Regions from separate parts of the Sus scrofa genome. Here region 1 is linked to region 2. Evidence: chromatin contacts called from public promoter capture Hi-C data. All regions are on one chromosome and are shown on one strand. The core of a region is the stretch at or near the end of the contact, and the rest is flanking DNA. Distances in the headings are between cores, read along the strand shown.

What was found. Promoter capture Hi-C pulls out the DNA fragments that hold promoters and counts their contacts.
Region 1: a contact with region 2 is called in a promoter capture Hi-C map of fetal skeletal muscle, with 3 times the contacts expected there. The contact joins the enhancer-like site here to the promoter of PIK3CD in region 2. A contact is called at or near these places in 3 of 5 promoter capture datasets (fetal liver, fetal skeletal muscle and liver), 13 of 47 Hi-C or Micro-C datasets (alveolar macrophages, embryonic fibroblasts, epiblast stem cells and 8 more) and 2 of 2 datasets of contacts at active chromatin or transcription factors (alveolar macrophages and skeletal muscle).

What each region holds. Positions count from the first base shown.
Region 1 is chr6:70,193,993-70,196,692 of Sscrofa11.1, forward strand. All of the region lies in intron 3 of CTNNBIP1 (beta-catenin-interacting protein 1), which reads right to left. Among named protein-coding and RNA genes, the nearest start is that of CLSTN1, 30 kb to the left of the region's middle. Within about 2 kb of position 1,284, at least 36 of the 83 cell types and tissues checked have an H3K27ac peak or open chromatin away from gene starts, as enhancers often do. A contact at or near this core is called in fetal skeletal muscle, omental adipose tissue, retroperitoneal adipose tissue and 2 more, where this site is marked.
Region 2 is chr6:70,024,990-70,027,689 of Sscrofa11.1, forward strand. PIK3CD (phosphatidylinositol 4,5-bisphosphate 3-kinase catalytic subunit delta isoform) reads left to right here and starts at 1,316. Exons shown (of 23, transcript XM_021095292.1): 1 at 1,316-1,459.

The DNA of each region.
Region 1 (2,700 bases), core at 34-2,533, 170 kb after region 2:
CTAACGCTCCATTCTCCACACAGCAGTCAGAAGGATGTTCTTAAGAACATAAGTCAGGGAGTTCCCATTGTGGCTCAGTGGTAACGAACCCAGCTAGGATCCATGAGGACGCAGGTTCAATCCTTGGCCTCGCTCAGTGGGTTAAGGAATCCATGTTGCCGTGGCTGTGGTGTAGGCCAGCAGGTGCAGCTCTGATCTGACCCCTAGCCTGGGAACTTCCACATGCTGCACGTGCAGCCCTTAAAAGCAAAAAAAAAAAGAAGTCAGATCCTACCATTCCTTTGCTCAAAACTCCAAAGGCAGTTTATTATTTCTCATCATACTCAAAGTAAACTCCAAACTCCACACTGTGCCTGCAAGACCCAAACATGATCTAGTCTCTGGCTGCCTCTCCACCTCCTTTTCTGTGCCTCCTCCCACCTCTCACTCTGCCTCAGCCGCAGAGGCCTCCTGGCTGGCTTTCAGGCAAAGGGACTTGCACCTCAGGACCTTTGCACCTGCTGTTTCCTTTGTCTCAATGTTTTCCCCAAGGCCAGCTCACAGCTCTCACACATCATGACAGTCTCTGTGCAAAATCACATCCCCAGGCCCTTCCTGACCACACACACGCAGCTTCTAAAATAGTGATCCAGGGAGTTCCCTGGTGGCCTAGTCGTTAAAGATGGCATTGTCACTGCTGTGGCTTGGGTTCGATCCCTGGCCTGGAAATTTGCATATCCATGGGCATGCCCCCCAAAGAAAAAAAAAAAGTGATTCAGGATGAACTGTTATAGGGGAGGAATCTGAAGCTCCAAGAAACAAAGTAACTTGGTGAATCAGAGGCAGAGGGAGGACCCAACACAGACTCCGAGGACCACACTGCACCACTCACTTTGCTTTTTCCTGTTAGAAGCAGGAAATATTGGTCCTGCCCCCATCACCCTGAGCACTGAGGCTGCTCAGATCTGTTGGCAGAGACCGCACCAAGCCATCCACCCCCATTAGAAAGGAGCCAAGACCTGGGATTTATAAAACACCACAGCAACCCTGGGATGCCATGGAGAAAATTCAGCATGAAACCCAGAGGGCTGACCTGGGAGGAGCCCAGCCCTGGCCCCTGCCTTCGCCCACTGCTCTGCCAGGTGCCCCCCCAGTCCCGTGGCTCACCTGCTACAGACAGCAGGGCCAAGGCACTGCTGAGGGCACAGCTCTCAACTAGGGCAGGGCACCCAGCGGGTCATTTCACACCCCATGCCAGCTCTGCCACTTTAACGGAGTCTGGTCAAATGACTGGGCAGAGAAAAATGACAAACATTCAGGAGCTTAGAAAAGGGAACTGGCCCCTAGCCGGGGGCGGGAGATAGACAATGGGGTTGCTAGTCTGTTTGCAAGCTCAGGATGAATTCACACCAGCAGAATCAAAAGCCCAGCACAGGCTCCACACACCAGCAGCACCCTCAGCCCACGTCCTGGCTCACAGAGGGCATCGGCCTGTTGCCATCAGGAAGCCCGCTCACCAAAGGGTGCTGGGGTGATTTGGAAAAAGGTCCCAGAAATGAAAAAGAACAGGGAAGAGGAACAGGGAGATGGCTGCAGGCCTGAGGCCAATGGGTGGAAGAAGGGTACACACGGCCTGTTTCTCAGATCTGGCCCCTTGCCCTTTTCCAGGAAAGGCACAGACCCTGGAGCTCCACGGAGCTGGGCCCGCTTCCAGGGCGGACACGGCCGGCTCCAGACACCCGCCTCCCTCCCTCTCCGGGAGGCCAGGCGGCAGGAGGAGGGGCCAGGCCCCCTCGCCTGGGATGTGTGGACCCTGAGGCTCCTGCATCCATGCCAGCAAAGGGCCTGGCAGCGGGGAACAAGCCAGAGCTCTTCCAGCACCTGCAAAGTCCAGCTTGGAGGAGCCGGCGCTCAAAGGTGGCGGGAGAGAACACAGCCCTGGGGGTCAGCCCTCCCCAAGAAACTGACACCAGGTCCAAATAGCTGGGCCGCTTCCAAAGGCTGCCAGCCCCACGGCCCCTCAGTTCAGGACCCAGCCCTGGACTGATGTCACCAGAGAAAAGGCGGGACCTCGGGCACCAGCATCAGCCACGGTGGAGACACCCCATCACCCGATTCAGAGTCACGGGCTCCTCCAAGGTCAACCCCCCTCCCCCCAGCCTCTGAAACCCTTGCGCCCCTCGCTGGCCAGAGCTCCCCAGGATCACTCCGTGTGGGCTCAGGGATCACATGACCTCCTGACCTCCTGACCTCCTTCCTAAAGAGGGCAAATGACCGGGGCCTGAAAAACTTAGAAATTCACTCCTGCTACCCGGAGTCTCCGAATTCCTGCTGGAGGTTAACGTTAGGAGTGACCTTTGGCAGAAGTTCTCCAAAACCGTCCAGGGAATTCGACCTGCCAGGTCCCCGTGGAAGCTCCATGCACACGGCCGACCAGCGGGAGAGGAGACACAGCCACATGCTCCAGAGCATCCAAGTGGCTCCATTCCGGGTCTGCCCCTTCCCGACCATGAGATTTTTGGATTTGGTTCTTCCTCCTCGCCCCAAGGACTCATTATTGTGCTGCCCATAAGAACTCACTCCTGCTACCTGGCTCCCCAGCTCCCTGAAACCACACGGCTCCGGTATCAGCTCTGGGGAGATGAGCCAGGAGGCAAGGCTCCCAGGTAAACAGGTCCCAGACACTCCTCCAAGGGCAGCAGTTTCCACGGGGAAGAGCCT
Region 2 (2,700 bases), core at 66-2,565:
GGTGTTGCAAAAGTCTTCCTGGAGTTCCCATCGTGGCGCAGCAGAAACAAATCCAACTAGGAACCATGAGGTGGCGGGTTTGATCCTTGGCCTCGCTCAGTGGGTTAAGGATCCGGCGTGGCCGTGAGCTGTGGTATAGTCACAGATACGGCTCGGATCTGGCGTTGCTGTGGCTGTGGTATAGGCCGGCAGCTGTAGCTTTGATTAGACCCCTAGCCTGGGAACCTCCATATGCTGCGGGTGCAGCCCTAAAAAGACAAAAGACAAAAAAAAAAAAAAAAGAAAAAAGTCCTCCTCATCTGACTTTCTCACAACCAACTCTGAAAATCAGGGAATAGTGTTTACACAGCAACCTGGCCAAAGCAGGGCTAGGACAGGTGCTCGGAAACATCAGGACCTGCCATCAGATTTTCTCTCTGAAAGGTCTTTTTCTCTTCTGTCTTTTGACAATATCGCCCTGCAGTGGTCCTGGCCTGGGGTTGGAGTGAGATTGAGCCTCAGACGTTCTGTTGGGAAGGATGTACCCTCCTGGGGACAGACCCAATATTCCCCAAAGGGACCCATGGTCCCTCCCAGCTCCTCCACATGTACCCATTCGAGAGACCAGAGCCTGCAGCCTAGATCTTAGAAAACTGGGACCACTTAGTAACCCATTTGTCTTGCCGCAATTCTCTCCCCTTTGCTGGCTAGGCACAGAAGAGCCTCTGCTCCTCCCGTTGCTGCAGCCAGTACTGGGCCCAAGCTGGTCCTGGGAGGCCCAGAGAGTGTTGGATAGAAAGAGTCCCGCTTCAAGCCTCAGTGTTCCCATCTGTCCAAGGGACCAAAATAGGTGATTTACCTGCCAGGCTGGGTTGGAGAGGGTCCTTAAGTCATTGACTAAGCTATTGACTGGCTCACCCCGGTCACATCCTAGAAGGGTCTTGGGGATTGCCCGACCCCCTAGTCCCCATGCTTTTGACTCCCCAAAGCCTGGAGGCCACCGGCTTTCCCTGGGGCCCAGGTCCCTGAACTTGGCCTGGGGACGCTCTTAGAAGCCTCCAGCTTTTCTCTGGCCATTGTTAAAATCCTTTGGTGTGTGAATGTGGAAGGCGTGGAGCTTTTTACGGGCTCTTAGGACCTTCATTCGGTTGTTTTCTTTATAAACACATAAGCTTGTTTGGAAGAAGGACAAGGTGCAGCTTCCAGAGGCAGCTGGGCTGACGCCCCTCCAGGCGGGCGGAGACCTGGGAGGGCGGGGGGAGGGCGCAGGGGCAGAAGAAGCGGCGGGAGGACCTGTTGTTTTTCCTGTTGCAAGTAAAAAGGAAACAAAGTGGGAAGTGGAGTGTGCGGACTGTCAGCAGGCGGGGCGCCCCCGCCGCGCCCCGCCTCTTTCTCTCGAGGCTCAGTCGCGCCCAGCGCCGTCGCTGCCAGCGGGCGCCGGGCCGAGCCGCCCCAGCCACTGCCAGCCTCGCCGGGACCGGTAAGCGCTCGCCTCTGGTTGTGACTGGGAAGTAGGGGCGAGGGCCGGGGCCAGGGGCTTCGGGGGACCTCGGGAACCGCGGACATCTCCTGGCGCGTACAGCCGGTGCGCCCCGGGCCGGTGCGCCTGCCGCTTCCAGCGAGCTCGGCAAGGGGCGTCTCCCGGGGTGGGCCCCCCGGACCCGAGCCGAGCCCCCCGGACCCGAGCCGAGGTTGCCGCCGAGAGAGGCGCGCACTATTCCCCTGCGCCTAGACTGCTTGCCCCGCGGAGCGGTACGGGGAGCTCCCGGGTACTCGCTGCGCTTCCAGCTGCGGTGCGGCCTCGCGTGCACCCGCCGAGGTGCGGGGAGCCTGGCCGCGGCTCAGCCCCGTGCGCCTGCCCCGGGAGCTGGCGAGCCGGACCAGGGGGCTTCCCTGCTGCGCCGCGGGGAACAGGATGCGCTCCCAACGGCAGGGCTGCCGGGTCGACCCGCGAGGAGAGGGGCGCGCACACCGCCTCGGCGCCCTGGCCCCGAGCGCCCGCCGCAGCCCTGGCGAGCCGGGTCCCGGGCTGGAGAGAGGCCGGGGTGGACGTGACCGGGCTTGTGAACCTGCGGCCCGTCCCTCTCCGGCCCGCCCCGGCGGGGCTCCGACCGCGGGCGCCGCTCACCGCGTGTTTACTGCCGCCGCGAGGCAATCAGCCCCCGGATCTGCGGCTGAGCCGGGGTTACGGCGGCAAAACCGCCTCCAGCTTTGCATTTCCGGACTCTTTTTTTTTTTTTTTCTTTCTTTCTTCTTTTTAATACTCCTACCCGTAATTCAGCCTGAATGAGCCTTCCTCTTTTTTTTTTTTTTTTAAGTTGCGTTTCCTGTTTTTATTTAGGCTTCGTCCTCTGCACCTCCTTCTTGGAGATCGAGGAGAGGGAGACAGGGAGACCTTTCTTGGGGACCAGGGAGGGGGCACTGCCTAGCCATCGATCTTGTGCCTTAGTGAGGAGATGGAGAGCCAGGAAAGCGCTGATGAAAGCTGCTCCTGGAGGGGAAGCGAGTGGGGATGGGATTTCCGGGGTCGGATGGGGGGGCGCCCTGGGGCAGCAGGTGCTGGCAGCCCACGTACCAGGTCCTCGCGCAGCATCCTTGGGATCCGCTCAGTTTGCGGATGGAGAGGTGTGGAGCCGTCGGTGGATTGGGCAGCTTTCTCTTCGTTGAGGTGACCCTGGAAGGAGGGACCTGCAAGTCTCGAGCCCCACGGGATTATTAAGT